Linked DNA regions of Arachis hypogaea: region 1 is linked to region 2. Evidence: chromatin contacts called from public Hi-C data. All regions are on one chromosome and are shown on one strand. The core of a region is the stretch at or near the end of the contact, and the rest is flanking DNA. Distances in the headings are between cores, read along the strand shown.

What was found. A called contact is a pair of places that touch in the nucleus more often than the background predicts.
Region 1: a contact with region 2 is called in a Hi-C map of leaf, with 1.7 times the contacts expected there. The contact joins the enhancer-like site here to the promoter of LOC112727823 in region 2. A contact is called at or near these places in 3 of 8 Hi-C or Micro-C datasets (leaf and an unstated tissue).

Annotation. Positions count from the first base shown.
Region 1 is chr12:98,652,511-98,660,233 of arahy.Tifrunner.gnm2.J5K5, reverse strand. No RefSeq gene overlaps it. Among protein-coding and RNA genes, the nearest start is that of LOC140177345, 10 kb to the left of the region's middle. Within about 2 kb of position 5,368, at least 1 of the 3 cell types and tissues checked has open chromatin away from gene starts, as enhancers often do.
Region 2 is chr12:98,590,031-98,596,734 of arahy.Tifrunner.gnm2.J5K5, reverse strand. It overlaps LOC112727823 (protein NRT1/ PTR FAMILY 5.6), which reads left to right and starts at 4,623. Exons shown (of 4, transcript XM_025777736.3): 1 at 4,623-5,030. The coding sequence starts at 4,820.

The DNA of each region.
Region 1 (7,723 bases), core at 4,119-6,618, 63 kb before region 2:
GGACATGATGAACGGCTGGTTCGTTAAATTCGCAACATGTGGCATCGTCAAGGTGGTCGGAGTATAGGGAGAGGATCCAGAAGTCCCAGGGGTATCGGAAAAAATCCTCCCTCTACTCCGACTACGACCAGCAGCCTAATCCGCAGCACTTCTACCTGTCGAGATATCTGCAAATATCAAATTATCAAACAATCTCTACAACAATTTCTCAGTAAAACAATCATCAATGCAGCAACTAAACAATTAGATAAGTCCAAACACTTCAACAATTCAAAATCTAATCTATTGAATCTAACCTAACTTAATCAACCTAAATCCACTAAGATTAGATAATTAAACTGAACTAACTTTGAAACTAATTCAAAATTAAAATTGAAATTCTAATCAAACCTAAGTTAAATTAAACTAAAATTAAACAATTATCAAACAATCTCAGCAAAACAGTCATCAACGCAGAAAATAATAAAATTAAAAAATTCCAAACACTTCAACAATTCAAAACCTAATGTATTGAATCTAACCTAAATTGAACTAACTTTGAAACTGATTCAAAATTAAAATTGAAATTCAACTCAAACCTAAACTAAATTAAACTAAAATTAAAGGAATTAGAAAAGAGTTGCTCAAGAACCTATAGTGATCGAAGAACAGAGCAAGAAATAAGGGAAGAAGTGGATGTTGCAGCCTTGGTCGCCAAAGTTGCGATGGCAGCAGATGATGGAGAGAGAGAGAGAGAGAGAGAGAGAGAGAGAGAGAGAGAGAGAGAGAGAGAGAGAGAGAGAGAGAGAGAGAATGGAGGTGATGGCAGTGAGGATTCGAATGAGGGAAAAGAGGTTCGTGATTTGAATTTACGCCCCTTTTATCGTCTAATTTACCATCAAAAAATTCTAACTGCAAACTATCGCGGGTTACCAAAATACATCGTTTCACTAAATTCAATTATTCTGTCGGTAAATGACGCACCAATCTAATTTATTTTTCTTTCAAATATTACCGGCAGATTTATCGTCGAAAAAAATAATCTGCTGGTAGTTACTTAACCTTACGAATTTGACATGGTTACTGTCAGTAAATCCGACGATAAATCTGCTATTATTCTGCGATGCTCAATTCGACGATACTCAACGTTTTTCTTGTAGTGGGATATAATAATAAGAAATTAATTAATTTCTAGTGTCTTGTTTTGATTTGAACGATTGAGATACAGTAAAAATTAATTTAAAGATATTACAATTACCATTATGTTCCGTCCAAATATTTTAGTTTTTTTTTTTATACTTAAGAATCTCTCTAAATCCCCATACACTAAGAAAGTTAAGTTTTAGTGATGATAGCAGGAAAGGTGTAGAGGGGAAAAAAAAGCCTATAGGTATATAACCCTAAAATCCTATAAAAAGTTAAAAACATTTTCTTTTTGTCTCGATAAGATTTAGGGACACTACAAAATAAACTGTCATAATACCACGCACTTATTGTCGTCCTATTGTCACTATATATATTGACTAATGCATTATGAAAATGTTTTATCCGTGCTAATGTGCTATAGCTTCTTAAAAATTTAGATTGTGGACAAGTAGCGTAATTACAAAAAAGAAAATTCTACCCTCTTTGATTAATGTTATAGGAGAAATATTTCTATAGCTACAAAACTAAAGTATAAGGAAAAACTTAAAGCAAAACATTGTCTTGCGTTCCAAATAATTATATAAGTAAACATTTGTTTTAAGGAATTTTAATTTATTCTTAAAAAATTGTCTATGAAAATATTATTTTCTCATATTTATTTAAAATTTAAAATTTTAATTCTTAGGAATAATTTATTCCGAGAAACAATTTATTACCAAAACTTGAAATTTTTATTCCTGTCCAAAGAAATGGATATTTAATATTATCATGTTAAAGGAATAAATTAAAGATTAAAATATAAAATTACTATTATATCTCTCAATTCTTATATTTCTTATAAAAAAACTCTTTCTTTTATTGATATTGAGAGTTTATTATCAAAAATGTGTTTAGTAAAAATTAAATATATTTGTCATTTATTAATTTTGAAAATATTTAAAAAAATCCAATAATTTATTTTAAACTAGAATATATCTTTTAACTTTGAAACAAATACCTACTAAACCGTTTACATATGATGATAAGTATAAAAAAATTTTCTTGTAAGATTATAATTATAAAAGTTTAACTAACATGTGTCCTAAAGAAACGTAATAAAATTATTATTAACAAAATTAAATAAATACAAAAATACATTGAAAACTTAATTTTTTTATATTTTTAATAAAAAAATTATCAATTTGTTAATCATAATATACATTCTTAGAAGTTAGAATACAAGTTAATTAAATCCTAGTTATAATTACATCAACAGAGTGATAAAGAAGTGGTATTTTTAGAGGAGAATACTAGGAGGCTAACATTTTGTGATTAATAATATTATTTGATATTTTATCATTTTTAACTTTTTAGTTTAATTTATGTTATGTATATAATTATGGTTATATAAATTTTAAAATTTAATTTTGTTTGTTAGATTTTAATAATTAATATGGGACGGGTTAGGATATAGATTTTTACTACTTGCGAGTAGGAACGGTATGAGTTTTATATGAATAATTGTAGGGTAAGATGGAATCGGATAGGGTAAAAATTAACCTTGTTATCACCCTTATAAAAAAGACTGATTTTTTTTAATAAAAATTAAAATTATTTTGAAAATTAAGAATTTATTAACAGAAATATGTATAATAAAATAACATAACTTAATTTATTCTTGACAATATTGAAAAATAATATTTCACAACCATTTGTAACAGAGAGCAAACAATTTTTTTATATTACTCGAATATAATATTTTCAAGCATAATATTATTGAAAATATATGTTTTTGGGTAAATTATATCTACAAATTAAACCAACAATAGTATTACGCGTTTGTGTTGAATAGTTTTAAATTTCTCATCATTTCTATCCTCTTTTAGCTATAATGATTTATTACTGATGGCCAGTGTAAATCATTCTCACCAACAACGATTTACCAAGAACAAAAAAGACAGAAATTAAATAAATCGTTCTAAATAATAAATTTATTAAAAGGAATGGTCATATGAATCGTTCTAAACCAAAATGATTTACCAAGGAAAAAAGACTTTTTTTTTTTTAATAAAAAGAGTTCAACACACTGAAATGGAATATGTAGGAATAAAGAGCACAACAAAACACAAGACAATAAACAAAAAAAAAAGTATAATCCGTTGTTATTTCCGACATTGTCATCAACAACCAAACGGATCAACACTACACCAATCTTTGTAACTCAAAAACGACCTAGTCTTGATTTCTTCAACACCTGTCTCTGAATTCTAGAATACTCTACTATTCCATTCCAACTAACCAAATATTTCAGATAACCGTAAAGAAGCCTATCAACCACTTCTTTTGCTCAGACTTACAATCTGGTACTCCAATCCAGCAACTCTCAAAAGACTCTTTAACAGTCCCCGACATGGTTCAAGCTCTATCAGCACACGTCAATCAAGCGCACCACACCTGTCACATAAACTCACAACTAAAAAACAAATGATGCACAAATTCTATATCTTTTTACACAAAACACAGATATTATCATTATGATTAATAATCTCGAGACTACTCAATCTCTCTTTCGTGTTGACCCTGCCTACTAAAACGAACCATGCAAAAAGTTTAACTCTTTGAAGAAAACCAAGTCTCTCCATATGGTACTAGTGAAGCTGTAACTTGTGATGTCCTCCAAGAGAGTCTCTTTCTGCAACACTTGCACAAATAAGTTAGTGAAAAAAATACCTTTTTGTCAAATTTCCATACAACTATATCTTCTCTACCAACCAATAATTTTATAATCTGTAACCGGTCATGAAGTTGGTTGAGTAACTCTAACTCCTGTTGGAATAGTTCTCTCCTTCGTTCGAAATTCCATACCCACTTTAACCCATCTCAAAACTCACATTTCTCTATTACAAATTATCAAGGAAAAAAGACTTATAGAAATTTATTTTTTTTAGATAATATTATAGTAAAGGATGTTTTTGAATGAAGAGTGAAAATGGATTTTTTTATAAGAGAGAATGTCAAAAAAAAAAAAAATGTGCAAGACAAATATCGATTAATTTAGTGAAAGTTTTCATTCTTCACCCAATTTTTTTTAAAATACTCTTCTTGTAAGTTTTTTTTCCTAACAAATCGTTCTAGCTTAGATCGATTTATATGAGCATTTTTTTCTTTGATAAATTGTTTTTGCTTAAAACGATTTATATGTAGTCCTTTAATAACTTTTTTCCGAAATATCATAATTATTGGTAAGAACGATTTACACTAATTCCTGAAAACCCTAACAAGAGGATAGAATTTAGAAATACAGTAAAAAAATAATGTAGGGCATGCGCACAATAGTAATTATTAGTTTAATTTATATGCGTGATTTACCTAATTTCTTTTATAATATATTTTTAACATTAAGCTTGTATGAGAAACAATTCCATTATCTATCTGTATGTATCTAAAAAAAAATGAACAAAGTTTTAAAAGATTGATTTTTTTTTTTTTTTTGTAAGATACACAAAAAATATCATTCGAATATGAAAATTTTCTAGATTTTTTTCCCAGCCAAAAGACAATATAGCCTTAGTGCTTTTTTTTTTTAAAGCCAAAGTTTTAATGTATTATGCAATCGTGAGTGTTGTCATGTCATATTTATATTTGTCTAGAAATTAAAGACTTGAAATAATTTCACCCACCATTGTCAATTCGAATATGATTTACATTGCCGCATCCATTGAATGTTAATTATGCAATCTATCCTTTCACACACATACAAACAACAAGAACAAGATCCATAAATAAAAAGTAAGTAGCCTTTAGTCTTTCACTTGATTACAAAATAGAGCACGTGCTTAGTGTGCTTCGTTTTCATTTTTCCCATATAGTTGCATCAAGCTTCACTCTTTGAATATTTCATAACCTAATTAAGCATATATTCCGTGAGATGAAGTTGAATCGTAACGAAAATAATGCATTCTTTTACTTGGATAATTCATTTGATCATATTAAAATATAAAATTTCTTTTGTTGCATAATCGTCTATACTAGTAGGACCCCTTTTATAATTTAATTAATAGTAAAATATTTTATATTTGAACATGCATGGTCAAATTATTTTAAGATAATTGAGATGATTATTGTAACTCAATTTTGAAAATCCTTTTTTCTGATGAGATGGGGCCCAAAAATTTATAAGAATTTGGGCTTGTGAGAATCAATGATCAGATTGATGTAGATGGTTTTTTTTTTTTTTTTCATAATGTTTTTCCTTGTTTTGGTTTTTATTGATAGAAGCCTATCTCTGGAAGAATCGAATGCATGCAACGATTTAATGGACGGTGGTCCCATATATATATACATATATATGAACAACAAATATGCCATTTTTGTTTTTCATTTCCTCCTTTTTCAATCGATTTTCCATCGGTGTGCAGATTCACTTCACATTTCACAAAGATTTTTCTGCTGTGTAGTGTAGTGTCGTTTAAGTATGCTTCAACGCGTGATCAAACAGATATATGGTCACTGCTAACATGAATTGATGTATTTTGACAAAATAGTTGATTCATTGTTTTGAAAAAAATAAATTTGTAGATAGTTACTTTTTATGCAAATCATACAATTATAATTTATAATTATCAAATTATCAAATACAATTATAATTTATAATTCGAAAATGTTTCATAACCAAAAAATATTAGCAATAAACAGAACTTGTCGTGTTTAACATTCATTAAATGTTGTAATAATTAATAAATGCTAATTAAGATAAGTTTCGACTTTTTTTTTCCTTCCTAGCATTATGGTTTTTAATTTGGGAGCCACTCAGATAAAGATTTTAAAAACGTCTTTTTTTAAGGATATTTTTTAATAATTAAAATTTAATACATATAACCAGTTAAATTATGTTATTTTTTCTAAAATCAGAGAGGACAAATCAGTTTTATCAAAAAACTAATAAATTAATTTTGAACCAATCTAAATTAATATTTCTTATAAAAAATTATTACAATATCTCTATTAAAAAATAAAATAAAATACCCCTATTTTATATATATATATAAAAAATTTTAAGAACTCTAAATCTTAACCCTGACAGCAGACATCTTTATCTGAGTGGCTTTCTTTTAATTTACATGTGCTTTTTTTTCTTTTTTATCCTTGTAATCGTTCAGATAATAATTATAATTATAATATAATATTATAGAAAAAGATAATAATTTGTCACTATTTATGCATATTATAGCAATATGTTCCATCCTAATTAAGTTCAATTTCATATGAATTATTGTGTTAACTTTTTATTATAGATGCGACATTAATTTTGACAGAAATTAACTTTGGAAATTGTCAAGCTGATCTCACTGATTAGGTACATTGATGTTCTTTCTGGTCTTTAGTGTGAGAATGTCAAAAGAAGTTTTAGCCAAGGAGAGTAGGTGAGTTAGTGGTGCATATGATATAACTATTTAACTTGTAGCTTACTCTTCTTTCTTTTTTTCTTTCACTCTTTTTGCTTTCTGATATTTTAATGAATATAAACACGAAAAAATTAATATAAGTTTGGACCTGGATGGAAAAATTTTTGTCAGGGAGATGATATTTACACCTTTAAAATTAAAATAGTGTGCATAAAGCAGCATGTCATTGAGATAGTTTTTTGTTATAATGTGTAAATGTTAAGGAATAAGTATATTATTATTTTTGGATTATTGTAAATATTTTCTTGTGCTAAACAACTAAAGGTAGAAGTTTGATATAAATGTGATTAATTTTGATTAGTAATTTACTTCTTAGTATGTTTTTTGTGATATTGATACTGTCATTGGATGATTTACTTTTAAAATTAAATTTTTGTAAGAAATATTTTCTTAATATGACAAAATAATGCACGATTCTTTTTCTACTGGTTTATTACATATATGATGAGAATATGAAAGTACGTAGTTAGTGCATAAATTTTATTTTCTAAAATGACTTTCATTCATCATATATAACCTATAAAAAAATATTTTTTATTTCTAATAAAACTCAAATTTAAAACTTTTTAATTAATTAAAATATAAAATATTTACTAAATATTAATAAGCTTTGCTAAATAATAATATATATAATATGGTAAAATGAATCAAACTTGAAATTGATAATTTATTAGTGGAGATTAGCACTACTTCTTGTTACCTTTTAGATTTATTTTCATGGGAAAAGAAAAATAATCTTTCTAAAATTTGCCTTATTGCAATGCTTATTAACGATGTAGACTAACTTTTAAATAGACGGTCAAATGATATAATTAAATAAACCTTTTTTTTTTTTTGGAACAATTGATGAACCCGTCAAAATTTTTAGTAAAATTTTTATTTTTTAAAATAATTTATGAATATTGTCTTTTAAAAGATAATTTTTTAAATTATAATATATATTTGATAAAAACAAATTAAAAGCGACTTTCGATAAACACAAATGTGACAAAATTGTATTGGTAAAATTAATTAAAATAACCATAATAGATATAAATAGAAAAAAAATTTAATCATAAATAACATTTTATATCAATAATTTAATAATTAAAGATAAATTTTAATATTTATTAATATATAAAATTACATTAGACTTTTTAATTTTAATAAATATA
Region 2 (6,704 bases), core at 3,374-5,873:
AACAATTTAAATTTTTCTAAAACTAATCTAATTAAATGATAATATTATAATTAAACTATTTAAATAATATTTAAACTATTCTAGACCTTAAATACATATATATTAGAGTCATTCTCGTAACAACAACTAACTGAAATAATGTCATCAGCTGAATATTTATAATCCATACAAATTCAGACCATCCTCTTGTTAAATAAGATTCATAATCTGTTATCCATGTACTACAGCATAGAATAACAACAGCCAGAAACTAAATTGACCTTTATTCTGACATTGCATTGACGCATTAGAAAGCTGGTGGTTTTAGAAAAAAAATCACAATATGTTATAAAATTAATTATTTTTTATCACGAAAAATTTAAAAGTAGAAAATTTAAATACAGTACCAATATTTGAAATTACATCTCCAAACCTAACAAAATTCTTTGAAAATTGAATCTAAATTGAGGAAATTTAATCTCATTATAGGCTCCACTTTAAAATTTTTTTGGTAGACGTAGAAAGCATAGAGGGGATGATTGAAAGCCATTGCTCAATAAAAAATCGAGTTCCTCCTAAGAAAACTAAGTTTACCCACTTCCATTAGGTTTGTCGTAATATATAAGTAGATCCAATTATTCTTCAGTAAAATATAATTCATTGCCCTTTCGTTAGACTCTTACATCCTTGTAACTAGAACTCGAATTAATAAATACAACTCGAGGTGGTATTTAATAGATGTGGTGCATTATTGTAAACGATTATGGCAAAGAACAATTACGTTGTAACATTAAACAAACAAAAAGAAACACTATATGTACTTTTTAGTAGCACGAAATTAATTATAAGAATTAATTATTGATATCAATATCATACACATATGCATAATAGAAAAATTAACAAAGCTATTAATGTTAATGTCACATTTATGGCTAATTATATTTGATTCAAAATTATATTAAAATGATTGACGATTAAAAAGATTGACCATTAATATAATTAGAATGATTGAAAATATTAATGATTAACAATTAGTCTAATTATGTATTAGATATTAATTTTTATATAATTATAAAAAAGATAATTTCTTAAAATAAGTTGAGAAGAGACAAATATACATATTGGCACTAAAATACGCTACGTTAATATGTATTTTTGGTGTCAGAATACTATTCGTTGTAGAATAATATAATGATGATAATGATATAAAATCCCATTAATTAATGCTAGTATAAATTGCTAAGTCCAATTGTCCAAATAAATAGTCGGATTCTAACTTACTCTTATTAAATCCAAACAAATTTTACTTCAAACAAAAACTTGTCTAACAAAAAATTGAGTAAAGAAAAAAGAGTGAAATTTAAAACCTAGATCCACTCGCCACCACATTCATCTCTTTGCTATTGTCACCATAAGCTCACTGTAACGTCAGAGATTAGAAGGAGAGTAAGTTCATTGCTGTTGTCATTCATGTTCTCATTATTGCCGCCATTAAATTTTTACGTAAATGTGTTGTCTCTTTTATTTATCCGTAATAACTTTTGAAATCAGAAAAAGAGTAAGTTCTTAGTCATCGTTGACGTCGCCATTAAACCTATCCATAAATGTGTTGGTTTTTTCCGTAATCATTTAATAAGGTCAATTTCTAGTTATTCATTTTTCTTATTCATTGTTATTTATTTAAATCAGTTTAGATATTCTTTTATTTATTTTTTATATATTTTATGCCTATATAACGTGGTTAAAATTTGTTACAAAGAAAGATCATAGCAGTGGTTAGAATTTATTTTTATTATAATTTTTTAAAAATTATTTTACTAAATATAATTATTGTTGTTTATGTTTATTGAAAGACTTTTTTAAATAAGGTTTATCAAATTTAAATAATTAAAACTTTAAAAAAATAGATATCTTTTAAAAGCCAACTTATTCAATAAATTATTTAAAAAAAAAAAAACACGAAACCAAACCTCATGTTCCTATCTTCATCTTGTTTTGACAAGTTTGTTCCCCCTAAATTATCATATCTTCGAATAATATTAATTTTGACTAAAAGAAAAATAAAAAAGCAATGTCCACTACTGCAGGGATGAAAAGTACATAGCAAATAACATATCAGCAACAAAATTCAGAGAGAAAGGTAGACAAATACCATTAGCCAATTGAGGCTAAACATATTTATGAGATCAGATTTCTATAAAGGGAAAGTGTTGATATCATTTACACTTTGACAATGGAAGATAACTTTTCAAATAATTGTATTTTTATACATAATTATCAAATTTATTAAAAATATAAATCATTAAAAGAAAAAGACAAAAATATTTTTTTACTTATGTTCTATTCTTCTAGTATATTTATTGAGTTTCTCTGTTTAATACCGAGTATGTACTTTCTGATATTGTTGTTCTTTATAACATATAAAAAAAATTATATTCTTTTAATTTTTTTATTTAATTATAGAAGATATAATAAGTCAGAATTAATTAATAATTTCTTAAATTAAAAATAAAAAACAGTTAATTTGAGGCTTTCAAAATGTGCTCATGATAATTGAGAACATCAGAAAGTTTGATAATATTTAGCTTTTTTACTTTTTGAAGATTTAATTTTGCCGGATTCGCAGAATTGTGGATAGTTTTAGAAATAATCTATTCAAATTTATTTTAAGTTTTGAGTGCTACTTTTGTGTAACAGTTGTTGAAAGTTGATGTATTTTTAGAATTAATCTCTTAATTCTTTTTTTTTAAGTCCTCATGCCGTATGATTAGCTAAGACATTTCCCTGACTCCCTCTTTAACACTATTAATATCTTTTTTTAATAAATAAATAAAAATACACATAAAAAAATTGACATGAATAAAAATACATACCAAAATTTATGAATATGTAATTCGAAGGACAAATAAAGATACTCTTAAATCTTACAAATTCACTAATAATACAATATTTTTGTCCATCAAAATAATTTCTTGAGTGTATTTTAATATTTATAAATTATAATATTTTGTGTGTACTTCTATCCAAACTCTTTTTATGTGTACTTTTGGTTTTTATGTGAAGTTCTTAAGGCATCATAATCTAAACTATGTATACGGTATAATATATACAAGGTTGTCCTATCGCAAAAACGAATCTATCTTAAAAATAATAATAACTTTATTAGTCTTCAAAAAGTATTACACAGAAAAAAAATTAAAAAAGAAGAAAAAGAGTCACTTTGCAAATCGAGTCATCTCATAACTTTATGTTCTTCAGTCGACAAGAAATTAAAGGGGGACAATAATTCACAAATAAAACGAGTAAAAGTGTATAGGATCCGTTATGCAACTCAACTTGTATATATATGTGTGAATAATTCTTAGACTTTCATGAAATCTAATATGAATATATTCACAATAAATAAATAAAATAATATGTATTTTAAGATACAAATCCATCAATAAATTGTTGTGAAAAAGAAAACTCAATATGCATGATGAAGCAAATTAAAGGCATAGTTTGTTTTGGATGGCTAACACGAAAACTCATTGGTGGCTTGTATAGAACTAACAGTGCTGTGGTCCCATTTATAAGAAAATGGGCACGAATGAATGCTATTCCATTTCAACAATGACGTTTCCCTAGCTAGTGCTTAGTTTTCAGCATCTTTGCATGACATTATTTCATCTATATCATCATTTGGCAAAAATAATTTCACCAAAATATTTAAATTATATATGTGTGGTACATCATTTGCCCCTAATAAAATTAAAAGAAAGTATAAGAGACCAACACTTCTTAAAAAAAAATTGAATAATCTTATATTATTAGATATAATTTTATACTATTAAAAACATTAAATTAATAATAATTAATTGATGGTTACAAATCACAAAATTTTGTCGATCCTCTAACACTCTTCTAAAATTGATTTGATATATCTAAAATTTTGAATTTTTTTAATAAATTTACTGAAAAATAGGTAATTTTGTATGAATTTATCTTTTACAAGTATTGTATTTTAGGATTGGAGGTTTTCTTCCAAAAATTTAAATTTTTTCAGTAGGGCATAATCTTTCATTGCTACTTTTAGTTAATACTTCACTCCACAAATTTACTAAAATTTGTATCAATATATAAAGTCAAAAATTATGATATTAATAATATTTATTAGGAGATAATTAAAAATTATTTCAAATAATCTAAAATGATCTTATTTAATATTTATTAATTATTATTATAATAATAAATATATAATTATAAATGTTATATATATAAGATAATTTTTGATAGGTTTAATTACTCTGCTGTTCCTTATAGTTTTGCAAAATTTTCAATTAAGTCCCTATACTTTTTTTTCTTTTAATTGAGTCCTTGCATCAAATTTTTTTTAATTGGGTCTTTACACTTTTTTTTTCCTTTTATTTAGGTCCATGTACCAATTCTTTTTTTTTTAGTTGGGTCTCTATAAAATTAAACCAATTATTATTAAGAGGGATTTAATTGAAAAAAAATTTGGTACAGGAATCCAATTAAAAAAAAAAAAGTATAAGGACCTAATTAAAAATTTCACGAAACTATAAGAACTAACATAGTTATTATTGTCTTTCTAGTATTAACGTTAGGAGATATAGGCAATCCCAACTACTTATTCTTTTTTTGGTTTGGTCCTTAGAAGAAAGGAAAAGAAAATCTCACAATTATTGCATGTGTTTGTATGTGAGAGGGACATTTTTCATTATTCCAATACCAACCCATGAGTGATAGTGAGTCAAAAGAAAAGCAAAAATCCTTTCATTCATTCCTCTGCTACTAGCTCCTCTATATAAGGAGGTTCCAAAATGGTAAAGGTTGTCAAATGCAACAACATAATTCCTCCATTAATAAGTCTTCTTCTTCTACTTGCCATCTTAGTTATTCAAGTCATATGGAGAAGAACGCAATTGATGCAAAAAGCGGAGAGGTTGATCATGAGATGAAATTGGTTCATGATTCTTCACTTGATTATAAGGGAAGGGTTCCTCTCCGAGATTCAACTGGTTCTTGGAAAGCTTCTTTCTTCATTATTGGTAAGATATATAAACTTGTCATGCAACTTAATTTCTTCAGCATATATATGTGTATCTTATATATAAAGTTAATATCATTTTTTTAAAATTTAATTTTAATATACTATTAGTGTAAAATAGTTTTATACATACATCTAATTACATGTATAATATCACATTAACAAAAATATTTTTTTTTACATTAATTATATAAATAATTACTTAAAAAAAACAGATGTAATTAAATGAAGATATAAAACGTTTTAACTATTAATGCATCAAATTAAATTCGTACCATTTTTATTCTTATTATTTGGAGGGTATTTGAATATTGATCCTTATTATATGCCTTTTTGGTTCTCAAACTTCCTAATCACTAATCAATTTTCTTAACACTCCCAATTTCGAAATAGTCATCATATGTTATTTAATTTGTTTTATTTGTGTGTAGGGTTTATCTAATAATCACCAATTTTTCATTCTCTTTATAAGAATTTAAAAGACTAAACATGAAAATTTCTTTATATATATTAATTGCATTAGAAGTTTTAAAAACTCTATAACAAGTAGCCTAATTGGTCTAAACTAGTGTAGTGTATTGTATTGGGCTTTGTTGCTATTGTTGTAGAAACTAGTATAAATAGGATAGGCTATATACTAGAGTAGAAGAGTATTATGTGAAATCTATTTAATTCTCTTTCTTGTGATATGATATTTTTCTCTTGATTTCTCTTTGATTCTGTAATATAATTCTCTTTCAAGTATTCAATTGTCGTGGTCCTAATTTCTATACTCATCACAATGGTGTTTTTATTCACTCTCTTACTTTAATTTTATGGCAATTTGATGAACTCAAATTTAATAAAAATTATTTATAAAAACGTTTAACTAGTATATATCTTAGCGAAACCCTATATAATCTTGTTGATTAATTTAGCTTTTTATTTTTTTTCCCATATATATAATTGCACTGATGGTATAAATTTAAAAAATATTATATCAAGAATTTTTTTATAGAAGTCTTTTTAAGAAAATTAACCGTTAAATTAAAGTTAATAGTAGTATAATAGGAGTTTAAAATCTACATGAATATGAATTATTAGACTATAAGATATGTTCAATTTATACAAAAAACTTAATACAAATTGTATTCATAATAGATAATTGTAGTTTAATATAGTTCGGTCGATAAATAGTTTAGTTTTCACAAAAGAATACAAACGACGATATCATTTTACTTAAAATGATATTCTCACTTGATTCTTACTTTATTTTAGTGTATGTTAATTTCTTACACATGAATGAATGGAATAAGTACTTAGGACTTAACTAGTGCTTCATATGTATGTATATAAACTAGCTTAAAAATTGGAATATATAATATATATTAAGCCAATTAATCTTCCAGATATTACTAATTAGTATGCTTTAAGTTAACTATTGAGCGGTGTTTTTATTTCATAAGCTTTTCATAAAACGTAATAATATATTCATATTCTTATGTGAATATTCCCACTACATATGTTCATGCTTCCACCAATACTTTTTGTCTTGTCTGAGATTCCTCTTTAATCCCCCCCTATATCTTAACAACTTCAACCTATATACTTTAACTTAAATCTCAAATCCCATCTGAACTAGGTTTAGAAGTTGGAATTCGAATACCTTTGCATTTGATTCATACAAATGAGAATA